Regions from separate parts of the Danio rerio genome. Here all the other regions are linked to region 1. A link is a contact called in public HiChIP or PLAC-seq data. All regions are on one chromosome and are shown on one strand. Each heading gives the region's core, a stretch centred on a gene start, on an enhancer-like site or on the middle of the called end of the contact. The rest is flanking DNA. Distances are from core to core; before and after follow the strand shown. Region 1 holds the start of hnrnpa1b (heterogeneous nuclear ribonucleoprotein A1b). Region 2 holds the start of hoxc9a (homeobox C9a). Region 3 holds the start of hoxc6a (homeobox C6a).

Region 1 (4,585 bases), core at 817-3,316:
AGGATATATTTTCTGCTGAAGATAATGTTGTCGTTAAAAATTAGATTAAAAAAAACTTACATATACCATAGGAACGATATAGCATTATATTTTGGTGGTTTTAAAACCTCGACTTTTCCAAATTGTGGTATACCTTGAAAACGCTTATCGCCCCATGCCTAGTATAAGCTACATTCTACAAGACAGTATTGAATGCTGTCTATATCATGTAAACTCTACTTCCAGCAAAAACGACTACATTAATTATGCATAACGTGATCACAACAAACAGTAAGCAGTAGGGTCAAAATCTTACTGGTTAGAGGAAAACTTATTACTCTAACAGCAATGACAAAAGTCAACATTTGCTTTTCCTGCACTCACCTACAGTCTTCTATTGTTGGGCGTGACCTCCTAAAGAGCAGAGATGAGACCTGGATTACAGCATTCAGAGCTCCCCTAAACAAATAAAGTTGATTTAAACACAAAAAAAAATTGTATTGATATAAAACTCTGATCTTAAACTCAACTCTAATAAACGTATCCTACATATTTCTTTGGAAATATACACGCACTAAAGACCTATTAGACTTCGATTTAAATTATTTTAAACGTACACTCTACAATAATAACAACAACAGATTGTTTACGAAACAACTAGTAAAAGTGGGACACTTTTTTCATTGTTAAATCTAACATAAACGCATTGCACTAATGTCAGCATTTGCCTACAAGACACATTTAACAACTCTAGCTCCAGGAATGCGATAAATCGGCCATGTGTTCTTATCTTAATGTCATCAAAAATTTTAGCAAGCATGCAAGGCCAAACTGTGTGAAAACACCTAGCAGACCTGCACAGCTTGTCCTACCATATGCAATCTAATTTCCAATAATTATATTTCAATATACACAACATACAAACAAATCGTGAACGTATTTATGTGCAGTGCTAGCTGCAATGCTAACATTTAGCAAGAGAAGGATCATTGATTGCTACTGTTTGCGTCGCTAAAAGCTCATTCTGCTAGAAAACTATATATAAAACTTACGTGTTTGAGAAATAAGTACATGTATTTCACAATGCTGTTTTTGATATATGACGAACTATAAGCAAGCTTAGCAGGTCACCATCGCCTGCGAAAAAAACAATAAACAAGAATCCCCGATGTTTAGGCACAAGATAGCAGGCTAATTTAGCGTCATTAGCACACACGCGCTACTTCTTTCCACGATTTTCACCGTTTAACAGCTGCAAACGAGTCGTTTACACGAGTTTTCGCATTTATTTGAGTGCTATCGTCGTGCTCGCTAACGCACCGAGCCTTTGCTTAGCAACAGCGCGGGCCGAGCAGAACAGATTTCACCTGATCCTATCACGTTTTAAACGTGGCATTGACAGCGCTGCTCGCTCCCAATGCAAAGCGAATCCACAATGACACATTTGTACATTAATGTGACTGATTATGTCATACTTACTGAGATATTTTTCGACGTTTCTCTATTCGTGCTGGATAATGAGGCTGAGGCGGCGGCGGCTTTTTCCTTGCACACAGAGTTTGCTGCCTCTCGCGCATGCATCCGTCCAGCGGCGCGTTCAGCCAATCAGCGTGCTCCTCAGCGAGCAGCTCTCGCGCCAAAAACGGCCTCGGCGCATACAATGGGATGCGCACGCGTCACACTGAAACCAAATCCACACACTTCGAAGAACATTTCAGATTTATTTATTATTGTTAAGCAATAATACTATTTAAAAAATGAATAATAGGCACGAGTGTACATGCGAAAGTGGTGTATGTAATATGAAGTAATATGAAGGAACTTATAGTCTGAATCTTTTAACCCACCATACAATAAAGACTACTTTTTGTGTTTCATAAAAAAGATTCTTCAGCTTTCTGAATAAAATATTTTAGAATTTTTTAAGCACTAGCCTCTTCTATGGATTGACTTGAGTGTCATCCAATCAGATGTCTTTAAAGCGCCAAACAAAAGCATTAGCGGGAAGCCTGAACCAATCATCGTTCCCGGTGGGAGGGGACTGAATTCATCCAAGCTATTTATGGTATCTCCCTTCTTCTCAGTGCGTGTCTCACCGACAAGCGTGTGGCGTAGCACGGACAGAAATAGTCGGTAGGATGTCCAAAGAGGTAAGTTGGCGTTATTATTAATATAGCGCTTTCGAATGAATATATATATATAATGCGCCAAGCATGTAGTCGTAGCGCCCTTGATGTTATATAATTCAGCGTGCACCGCATTTGTGGTTCTTTGTTAATGTAAGCGTGTTCGAGCCGCCATTTTAACTCCTGTAATGTGCACACATAATTTAGGCCGCATGGCTTCATCGAAGGTCGTGTTTTGCAAAATCGGTATTTATTTGTTTTATAACTATTCAGTCGTTGTTTCGAGCCATGTTTGCACGCATTTACAACCTCATGTGTTTTGTTGGAGGGAGTGCGCGGTTTAAAATTGGACGTATAGTCCTGCACTAACATGGCGGATGTTTCGTTCACCTCCCCCCAAATAGAGTGCGTTACCGTATGGATTCACGACGCTTTTTGTTCCAGTAAATCCTTGGTTTGATCTCCGTTACCGATAATAAACACTATGCACATTGCTGCTGTGATTCTAAACCGAAATCGGTTGTTATTTCCAGGGCCAGCCACGTGAGCCAGAGCAGCTGCGGAAGCTCTTCATTGGAGGGCTCAGCTTTGAAACCACAGATGATAGTTTAAGGGCACACTTTGAACAATGGGGCACCTTAACAGATTGTGTGGTAAGTTCCTTTTAATATTTTAAGGCTATTTGAAATTTATTAATGCATTGCAACATAAATTTCAGATTTATTTTATGCCACAACGTTAGGTGTTTTAATCAATGTTTCTGTTTTCATTTAGGTGATGAAAGATCCAAACACAAAGCGCTCCAGGGGCTTTGGGTTTGTTACTTACTCCAGTGTGGATGAAGTCAATGCCTCTATGGATGCACGTCCTCACAAGGTCGATGGTAGACTTGTAGAGCCCAAACGAGCCGTGTCTAGAGAGGTGAGGTTAACTTTGTAATAAAATTTAAGGAAATTAAGGCTTGAATTTAGATGTCTAATTATGTATGGGTTACAGGATTCCAGCAAACCATTTGCTCACACAACTGTGAAGAAGATTTTCGTGGGAGGCATCAAGGATGATACAGAGGAGAACCATCTACGCGACTACTTCGATCAGTTTGGAAAGATTGAGGTTGTTGAGATAATGGTTGACCACAAGACCGGAAATAAAAGAGGCTTTGCCTTCGTCACATTTGATGACCATGACTCTGTTGACCGTATCGTCAGTAAGTGCTGTGTTTCACGGTCAATCTAGTAGTCTTGGAACTTAAAGAAATGAGGTGCTAACAAATGTATTTTCTCCTTTAGTTCAAAAGTACCACACTGTGAATGGACACAACTGTGAAGTCCGAAAAGCTCTTTCAAAACAAGAAATGGCAAACACTGGTATGAATGTTTATTAATATTAACTATTGTTTCCTACTTTCCCCTGGTGTTTTAATGGATTGCGGTGTATTTTGTTAATCTGTAGGTCGTGGTGGTGGTGGTGGAGGCGGCGGCGATAGAGGAAACTTCAACCGATATGGCAATAATGGTGGCTACAATAATGACTTTGGAGGTGGCGGCGGAGGTGGCAACCGTGATGGATATTTTGGAAGAGGTATGTGCCTGACTGGATTCTGAAGATTTTAATGTTATTTCTTTGTAACTTAGTAGTTTTACTGTTATTTTAGGAGGAAGAGGAAATAACTTTGGAGGTGGTGGTGGTGGCGGCGGTGGCTATGGAGGAGGCGGTGACTGCTACAACAACAACAATGGATTTGGAGGAGGTGATTTGTATGAACTGGCTCTGTTTTTGGCAATTTCATATCCTGTGCCATCAGCATGTTTACAATTTATTTTTGGCATTTTCTAGGTGGCTACGGCGGTGGTGGCGGCAATGGTGGTGGCAGTCCTGGCAACTATGGAGGCAACCGTGGATATGGAGGAGGTGGTGGAGGAGGACATGGTTATGGCAACCAGGGGGGAGGTTATGGTGGAGGCAACAGTGGTGGCGGCGGTGGTGGCTATAATAACTACAACAATGGCAATGGAAACTTTGGAGGTGGTGAGTAGATGTTAATCATGGTGCAAGTCCTTGAACTATAACTATAGACTATATAATGGGGTGTATTATCAATTCAAGGTAACTTTGGAGGTGGTGGTGGTGGCGGCAACAGTGGAGGAGGTGGAAACTACAACGACTTCGGCAACTATAATAGCCAGCAGTCCAACTATGGTCCCATGAAAGGGAACTTTGGAGGCGGTGGAAGAAACAGTGGCCCATATGGTGGTGAGTTAACCATTCTTTTTAAAGTGATTAGTTCATCCTAAAGGCATAAATGACGTGAGCTAATTCCAAACTTTTTTTTTAGAGTTTCTTTTGTTATGCATGAGATGTTATCAAGAGAATTAGAAACTTGAAATAGTAGTAAAAGCAAAAAATATAGATGTCAATGTTTGCAGCTTTCCAAAATACTTCAATCTCACCTTAACACTGTAAAATTAACATTCACCTCT
Region 2 (4,585 bases), core at 1,217-3,716, 210 kb before region 1:
AGCTGACACACCTACTTATAAACCACAAATTGAGTTAATGAAATGCTACTGCTTAAATATAGTATGCCTGCGTGTACTTAATTTTATTTAAATTATGTTAAATTAAGAACTTTAATAAGTTCTTTTACTGCTGAAAGGTGCACAATTACACCCATTACTTTGCCAAAATTCTCTAAACTATTTATCTAATTAAACAGTAAGGTTTTGTAAAAACTGTTTGTATTACAAAAGTAATGTTAACTTTTCTTTTTTTTTTTTTTTTGCTCGAGTGTTTTTGACGTGTCTATGTATTAATTTGTCTGATGTTCCCACAAAAGAAGGGTGGAAAAAAAAAGCCTGACCTCATGTGGCCGGTTTCATACTGGGCCTAACACTGACAATGACAGCAGCCCAAAAATTCACAGATTTCCAAGTGCCGCAATATACGTTCAGTAAAAATCTTAAATTTGCTATATAATAATGTGCATGTTAACCGTAAAATGTTCAAGACGGATTCATTTTCTGCATGACGAGTACACCGTTAAATTATTTGAGATATATGTTTAGGATCCAATTATTTTGTTTATTTGTGAGCCAGTTTTAATAACTTGAAATTGCAAACAAAATAAAAACCTATATTTACAAATATTTTACAAAGCTTCAAGTACAATAATTTCACAAAGATTTAGGTATAAAATAAAGGGATATATATATATATATTTTTTTTTCCATTTAAAATACTATTTGCCCTGTAGTACATCAACGTAGTTGACAAAATCGCAACAATTGTAAATGACAATGTAAAGTTAATAATGAAAGAGAACATTAAACACTTTACTAACTTATGTAACTAGTTTTATGCAGATGTTTTATCAAAATATGTCGCAGTACAATCGATAAACGTAGAAAGTCTTTGCAAAAAAATTGCAAAAGCCATAAACAAATGTATTATTTAATAATGAAAGAGGTCAATAAATACTTTACTAATGTATGTTGACTGTGTTATGCAGATGATTTGGCCAAAATATCGCAGTAAAATTGATAAACGTAGAAAGTCTTTACAAATAAGTGCAACTGGCATAGTAATGCTAATAATGAAAGAAGTCAATAAATACTTTACTAATTTAATGTAGACTGTTTTATGCAGATGTTTTGTCCAAAAAAAAAATCTTGGTGAAATTGGTAAACGTAGAAAGTCTTTACAAATAAATGCAAACACAAAAATTATATTAATATTAAAGGTGGTCAATAAATACTTTACTAATGTGTGTAGGCTGTTATGCAGATGTTTTTGTCCAAAAAAAAAAAAAAAATATCGTAGTGAATTTGATAAATGTAGAAAATCTTTACCAAAAATTTCAAATGTCATATAATGTACACTTAATAATAAAAGAGGTCAATAAATACTTTACTAACGTATGTTGGCTGTGTTATGCAGATGTTTTGTCCAAAAATATCGCAGTAAAATTAGTAAACGTAGAAAATCTTTACAAATAAATGCAAATAGCATAAAATGTAATATTAATAATGAAAGTGGTCAATAAATACTTTATTGTACGTAGACTGTGTTATACTGATGATTTGTCCCAAATCTTTATCTCAGATGCAATTTTAAGAGCTAACAGAGGTAGTGAACCGTCATTCTTCTACTCGAAAGAGGTTTGATGAGACTTCTTTCACAAGCGTAGTGTTGGTTTTATGTTATACCAGGAACTCAACTGCAGTTTTATTAACGACACGTTTATGAACAATCAAATGGTCCTCGTAAAAATTTATTGAAGGACATAAAAGCATGCACGACCACTTGACGAATATAGCCGCAGTTGTGGTGCGTTTTCGGGCGTCTTACTATTCCCACCGCCCCGATTTGTTTAAAATTTCATTTTATGAGGGATATCCCAATTGTACTTGTTTGAAACTAGAGCAAAATAAGACTTCAGTGCGTAAAAGCAACCCTTTAGACAACACAAGCGCCTATATTTGTCACAATTATTGTATTGGGTCCTTTTCAATTGTATAAATTAATACTGAAGCTGAGAAAGACATGTATAACCGTTTATTTTGCCTAATTGCATTTAATAAATAACATTGTGAAGTGTGAGATGCGCACAAGGCTAGCCACAGCACAGTAGCATTGGCTCGACAGAGATTGATTACACCAACAAATAGTGCCTTTTTAGTGCCGTTAACACACACTTTGCTGTTCAGTTTAAGTTCAAATAACTATCTACGTTAATCACTTGCCTCATAATACATTAGAAACGAAGCCTTTTATTATGTTTACGCTCATTTTAAAAAGAAAACATTAGTATTAAGCAACCTTACTGCAAGCTCGAAGTGCATTGCTGTTCCAGGAGAACGCGCGCATTGATCTGCTGTGCAGTTTTTTCAGGGGGTAAATTCAATCACGTGTTCCACAGGCGTCCAATCCCAGCTGGGGAAGCTTTCTGAAATAATTACCTGTCTTGATTGTTCTACGGTCAGATAAAAAAGTACACATACACTCCATATAATAATCGGATGCATGTAAAAGAGAAGGGAAACATCGCCATGTCGGCTACGGGTCCCATAAGTAATTATTATGTGGATTCCTTGATCAACCATGAGAGCGAGGATGTTCTGGCGAGTCGTTTCACAGCCACTGGTCCGATATCCTCCAGCTCACGCCCGACGCCCCTGGTACCGGAATGCGCGGATTACCCGTCCTGCAGCTTTGCCCCGAAACCACCAGTCTTTACTACCTCGTGGGCCCCTGTTCACTCCCAGTCGTCAGTAGTTTACCATCCATACACTCACCAACCTCACCTAGGCACAGACTCAAGGTACGTTCGCTCTTGGCTGGAGCCCATCCCCGGTACCGTGTCTTTTCCAGGATATGCAGGGAATAGCAGGCACTACGGGCTGAAGCCCGACACCTTCCAGGATCCCCGCGCCGGAGACTGTTTGGGCTCGAACGGACGTACTTATACGGATTATCTCTACTGTTCAGCCGTCGACATTAGAGAAAAGCAACAGAATACACCATCGCCAGAGACGGAGAGCCTGTCTTCCGGGAAGCACAAAGACGACAAGGCTGAATTAGACCCAAGTAAGTTAGAGCAATTCTTGTTTACAACCGGGTATGGGATGCTTCTCAGTTTATTGCGTTCGCTTGGTGGTTGGCTGTTGTCCGTCGTAAAACCAAGTTCTATACTCTTTCATCCCGACTCAAGTCTGCTTTAGGGCTATCCATTGATGACAAACGCCATAGGATTGGGTTGTAAAACGGGTTGTGAGCTATAAAAATTGTCTCCTAAGAAGCCAAGTCTGGCAAAGAACGTAGCATGTGATGTTAACAAAGATCTGTCCTATTATCATTATAGCTTTAAGACGATGTAGTTTTTTCACTGTGTGTTGTTTAATGTGGATATGTACAAGTTTAGCCTCCCGTTGACTCAATAACAATACAGGCTTTTTGGGCACGATTATGCGTATTAAACTTGCAAACGAATATTTCTTAAAAGCTAATTTTGTTTCAAATGTTGAGTGTTTTATTACAACCTATAAATAATAATATTACTTGTTTTAAATTATATCTGTAGAGTGTATTACAACATCATGACCGTATTGTCTAATGAAACAGGCACAAAAAACAGGCACTTGTTTAATTTAAATGTTTAACTATTAAATTAAATATTATTTACACATAAAAACAGCATTTATAGCAAGGAACAGCACGTGGAATGTTCGAAGTGCATTCACTGCATAGCAGAACTTTGAGCGTAGACTTGTGAAGGCTTGAGTCACAAGCCTTTTCTTTTTTATGGGCCTATAAAGCAAATAGGTACATTCACCAGTTTACAGCGCCATTTCTCTGTAAGAGTTTGCAAAGCTATTTCAAATAGCTAGATATAGGAGTACCTCCTATAAAATTACCTGCTATTTACAAGTGCTAAGAGCATTTAACCAAATTAATCTTGCTAAAATTAGAAGTGTCCTTAGGTGCTACGGTGCAATTGCAATTATTGCATTATACACAAGTATGGCTGTTCTAATCAGGAAAGAAGGGTTGTATCTCTAATTCTTAACATGCGACTGTCATCTGTTTCAGACAGCGTGTTTGTTTGCAGCAGCACCTAATCACACTTTTTGTACGTTGTTTTTCAGATAATCCTGTGGCAAACTGGATCCATGCGCGCTCAACTCGAAAGAAACGTTGTCCGTACACCAAGTATCAAACACTCGAACTCGAAAAGGAATTTTTATTCAATATGTACCTCACAAGAGACCGGCGATATGAGGTAGCAAGGGTGCTGAACCTAACGGAGCGACAAGTCAAAATCTGGTTCCAGAACCGACGGATGAAGATGAAGAAAATGAACAAGGAAAAAAACGACAGTAAAGAACAATAGACCAAATGTCATTAATCGGACACAGACTGAAGGAAAATCATCATTTAGAACGGTCATGAGTCTTAACATTTGCACCTTCGGCCCATAAAAGGAACAGAGAAAACGAATATCCTTTATGGATATCTTTAAAACGTGTTGTTATTAGTATGGTTTAATATAAATGTAATTTTTACCATCCTGGATTGAGTCATATTAATATTATACGTAGTTTGGAT
Region 3 (4,585 bases), core at 705-3,204, 190 kb before region 1:
AGTATTGTTATAAACGTCAATGCATAAACCTCGAATATAAATTAATCATAATTATTAGCAGTTGTAGAAAACCGATCGAACAGCACTTACCATATTGGTGTTTAAATATTCTCTTAGTAGAGATTTGCCTAGAAGAGCTTTATCCAAAATATGACAACATCAAAACATTAATCCCTGATATTAATTGATTCCGGTTCTTTGCAATATACAGAAATGTTTCTATGTATTTAATCAATCGTTAAGCAGATTAGCCTGTTTTATAGCTGTTAAATGCCTTTTCTCACTGTCGGGCTGGAAGTAAATTTTACTGTTCTGTCAATCTCGTGTTTTGCGCACCTCTTTCTAAACCACTGTTTTTGGCCTCACACGTTCCGTCATGTGGCCTGCATTAAGGTCATGGTGCATACCCTAACCAATCGGTTTAACTAGCCCTTTCTCATTACTGATTATTTCAACATGATATACATGATATATAAATTGACCATTCAATTAATATGGCTGCAAGCTAAAAATATATAATATTAAAAAAGCCAAAGTGTTGTATTGTTTAACATATCGTTGGCATATATGATCCATTTAATGTAATAAAAAATATTAAAATAATACAGTTTAGGAGAACTTACATTTTGTTAAGAGGCCTTATATTTTTAATTCATAATTATTGTCTTTACGCTCGTAGGTTAAATGCTAAAAAATTATCAGCTTTCTGTCCAGAAGATAAGAGACTCGTTGCACAGCCCCCATACATTCAAAGGGGTAATTGCCTCTGAGCTGGAAGTCCTCAGTTTGGTTTTGTGACTTTTATGGCACCAAGGCGCGTTTGACGCATTCTTTAGTAAGATGCCCCTTCCCCCCCTCCCTACTCAGGTTCTTTTTACCATTGAAATTATCAATACATTACAAATGGGGAAAGGAAAAGAACAGACGTTTCCCCTTCAGCGCAAAGAAAGCCCGAGGAAATTAGGGATAGACAGAAACAAACGTAGCAAGGACAAATCAACTGAATAACAAAAACAATAGTGTTGCCATTTCACTCAATGACTGACGATAAAGCAATGATTATGCCTATTGATGTGATATAACGTGTATCAGCAGATTTATTAACAGTTTCTGAGTTATTATATTTAATTTATTTAAAACGTTGTGGTAAACAAGATACGTGTAGATAAAGCGCGAGCAGCTGTTTAATAGTTAGACTTGGATCATTTTTATTTTAAAAAAAACATTTTTAGGAAATAAATTTAGTGGCTAAATTGTTGTTCTAGTGTTGTTATACACAAATCAGTTGTTATTAAATAATAAAGTTTTTGTGTCAGCAAAGAAGTTATAAATGTAGTTATAATTAATACTGCCATAATAAATTACATATGTATAGTTTGATATACGAAAGCGACAGTAAGCAACTGTAGTAAACAATCATTCAAGTAATTAAATTAGACGAAAATTAGCTCACTGTAAAATGCATGATTCACCAAGAAAAGTCTGTATTTACCTTCCCAAGATACACGGAGAAGCTTAATACTGGCATTAACTCGCCGATTGATGCACAAAAGACGTAATTGATTGTTTTCTTGACTGCGTATTCAGTATTTTTGCGTGTGTTTACTTAAACATTATCAACTGAAGCCACAAGGATAAGAAGCTACAAGCTCGATATTCCTCCGTACACAGCGCATTCAATTGGCTGAAAGTGGTCAGGTGACGCTGTCATATTGTCCTTCCATGAGCCAAGCCTTGGCTATAACACTTGCTTTGCGCGTCTTAACCGGAGACTGGAAATTAATATTATTGAAATCCTTCTGAAGTTCATTTGAAAGAGAGTTAGGAAAGCAGGCGGGAGACGTGTGTATGTGACAGAAGGAAGCAGACCCCAAGCACAAAGAAAGAAAGTGTGAGATTAAGAGAGGGGAAATAAGATAGGAGGGTGAGTTGATGAGAGGGCGATAGGAAAGGTATGAATTCGTATTTCGCGAACCCGTCGCTCTCGTGCCATTTATCTGGTGGGCAAGAGGTTTTGCCCAACATGCCACTGAACTCGACCACATATGATTCAGTCAGACATTTTTCGTCTTATGGCACTACAGTGACCCAAAACCGGATTTACGCGTCCCCTTTCTATTCACCTCAAGATAACGTTGTGTTTGGATCAAGTCGAGGACCGTACGAGTATGGATCTAACGTGTTTCTTCAAGATAAGGACGTGCTTCCCAGTTGCAGGCAAACTAGTATGGGACTTAATGCGCAGAGCCACGTTGCCCAGGAGTACAACCTGGAACAAGCTCGTGCAGGAACACAGGACCAGAAAGCGAACAACATTCAGATCTACCCGTGGATGCAGCGCATGAACTCGCACAGCGGTGAGTTTTTACTGCGACTTAGGACATACCCTGGTGGAATTGGTCTGTTTTACGATACGTCCTATCAACAGAGTAGCTACATTTTATGGCCTCGTAAACCACTACTAAATCATCAGATTATAAAAGCCCCCTTTTCCAGAGAGGGAAATCCCATTTGGCTACCTCCTTTAAAACTCGAGTGCCAAAATTATTTTTAAAAAGTTGTGCAATAAGTGTGAGCGCGTTAGAAAATATACAACATAAAGGGCATTTTGAACTTTATTTCAGAAGCATGCACTACTGTGTTAACAATGCAGCTTAACTCTTCCGATGTACTGTTTGAAAACAGAGGATGACAAAGTTAGTTGACATAAATATTTGTATTACAAGCATTGGAAACCAAAATGTAAAGTTTCGCGTTGCTTTGTGGCTGAAATATGGGTCAAATTCTGCATGTAAACATTCTTTTTATCAAATTGTTAAATTAGTTACCTCAAAAATAAATTAACAAAATTTTCAGAAAGTTGAAAATTCCACCAGGATTTCAAATGTGTGGTTTATTTTTTTTATTTGATTTAAAAATGCTGTGTTAACTTTTTATTAATTCATTTTTTACTTTCCCCTAAAACAGGAGTTGGGTACGGGTCAGACAGAAGAAGAGGTCGCCAGATTTACTCCAGATACCAAACCTTGGAACTGGAAAAAGAATTTCACTTCAATCGCTATTTAACCAGACGCAGACGCATCGAGATCGCCAATGCTCTCTGTCTAACCGAGCGTCAAATTAAAATCTGGTTCCAGAATCGGCGCATGAAATGGAAGAAAGAGACCAATCTAACTTCCACTGTACCGGGGACCGAATCTGCTGGTACTCCTCAAGAGACCGAGAAGGAGACCGAGGAGGAACCCAAAAAAAAAGATTAGGAAATCAATGTCTCGTTCTCGAACGCCTGTTAACTGCAACGTAACTACCTAAACTCTGAGAATTTGCAAATATTAATGCATGGACTGTATACTCTGCTATTACTTTGACTGCCCCCCTCCTCTTCTGACCTGAACACCATATACAAAAGCTCTACTACCACCAGTACGCCACTAACATATACACACGTAGAAACAAATGGAGAGATGAAGAGAGAGGAAGACGCACTTGTTATCCACCATAATGGAATTCACTTCTCTTTGTTGAAATAGCTCTTTTATTGGCTGCGTGGTGACAATGCCACAGATGAACTATTTGTGTGGTTTTAGTATTATCATGTTGCTATAGGCTAGTAGAAAAAGTACATTAGATGAAAATGTATTCCAATTTGATAAGTAGGCTACGTCTCCCAACTATTAAGCCTCTAAAATGTTCCCTAAGCATTCCAGAAGTGAAGGAAACTTCTTATATGCACATTCAGTTTTTGTGGATGCATATTTGTACAATGAAACAAGCACTGACGGGATGAACTATACTACCTAAATCATTTTATTTTAATTGTCCCCCCTCAATATTGCCTTTGCCCCGTCAGTGTTCTATTGTTCGACATGCCGCTGTACTGGCACATCAAGTATTGAGAGACTTAAAAAATACATTTCATCATACTTGTAGTTGTATGCATATAAACTTGTCTTAAAGTAAGAATCACACCCATATGAAAACAAGCATATACCTTGGTACGCAATTATATTGTTTGTGTAAACTGTGTATTATTTAATAAAATTCTTGAAAACAAAAAGCTGTATTGTCTTATTGTTGTTACGACTTTGCGCTTTTCGCGCTTCAGAAAGAGGTTCACAGCTGGGTTAAAAATTGTAAGTCTTCACACATTTGTTCGTATTGAAGAATATTTTATTTAAGAGCTTATATTCAGGCCTACACATTTATGACCAAGCTAAATCCAAACAACAAATTAAATCCACTTTTACACGTAGTTTGTTTGTTTTCTTCAGATGTACTCAATTTAACTTTAATTGAATCTGCCCAAAGTCCACTTATTTGAATGAAATAGTTCAACCTATTCGTTAATATATTTAACGATAAAAGTATGTGGCGACTTAAATGCTGAATAAAGCATTGCATATTTCATGTAATGACACAGCTACAATGCTTGATTGACAAAAAGTATTTAGGTATATTGGCTTTGCATATGGTGGCATTACGCTCTTCCGCAACAAATATATTGTTTTGTATAATGTTGCTGCAACAATGCACGTGAATGGACGCAATTAAAAGTACTCCTATCATCAAATTTTGCATAAATTCT

The links. HiChIP or PLAC-seq counts read pairs in DNA pulled down with a chosen protein or histone mark.
Region 2: an H3K4me3 HiChIP or PLAC-seq map of embryo shows a contact between it and region 1, with 3 times the contacts expected there. The contact joins the promoter of hoxc9a here to the promoter of hnrnpa1b in region 1. A contact is called at or near these places in 1 of 18 Hi-C or Micro-C datasets (caudal fin) and 2 of 4 datasets of contacts at active chromatin or transcription factors (caudal fin and embryo).
Region 3: a contact with region 1 is called in an H3K4me3 HiChIP or PLAC-seq map of embryo, with 2.5 times the contacts expected there. The contact joins the promoter of hoxc6a here to the promoter of hnrnpa1b in region 1. A contact is called at or near these places in 1 of 18 Hi-C or Micro-C datasets (caudal fin) and 2 of 4 datasets of contacts at active chromatin or transcription factors (caudal fin and embryo).

Annotation. Positions count from the first base shown.
Region 1 is chr23:39,410,115-39,414,699 of GRCz12tu, forward strand. hnrnpa1b (heterogeneous nuclear ribonucleoprotein A1b) reads left to right here and starts at 2,067. Exons shown (of 11, transcript NM_200104.2): 1 at 2,067-2,129; 2 at 2,639-2,758; 3 at 2,880-3,026; 4 at 3,102-3,312; 5 at 3,395-3,472; 6 at 3,558-3,686; 7 at 3,760-3,855; 8 at 3,942-4,133; 9 at 4,212-4,358. The coding sequence starts at 2,118. cbx5 (chromobox homolog 5 (HP1 alpha homolog, Drosophila)) reads right to left here and starts at 1,531. Exons shown (of 6, transcript NM_001080184.1): 1 at 1,459-1,531; 2 at 364-438.
Region 2 is chr23:39,196,935-39,201,519 of GRCz12tu, forward strand. hoxc9a (homeobox C9a) reads left to right here and starts at 2,467. Exons shown (of 2, transcript NM_131528.3): 1 at 2,467-3,067; 2 at 4,126-4,585. The coding sequence starts at 2,500. The coding sequence ends at 4,370. All of the region lies in intron 1 of hoxc3a (homeobox C3a), which reads left to right.
Region 3 is chr23:39,217,490-39,222,074 of GRCz12tu, forward strand. It overlaps hoxc6a (homeobox C6a), which reads left to right and starts at 1,955. Exons shown (of 2, transcript NM_131123.1): 1 at 1,955-2,357; 2 at 2,968-3,260. The coding sequence starts at 1,955. The coding sequence ends at 3,260. The region is part of intron 1 of hoxc3a (homeobox C3a); the gene reads left to right. All of the region lies in intron 4 of si:dkey-81p22.11 (a long non-coding RNA gene), which reads right to left.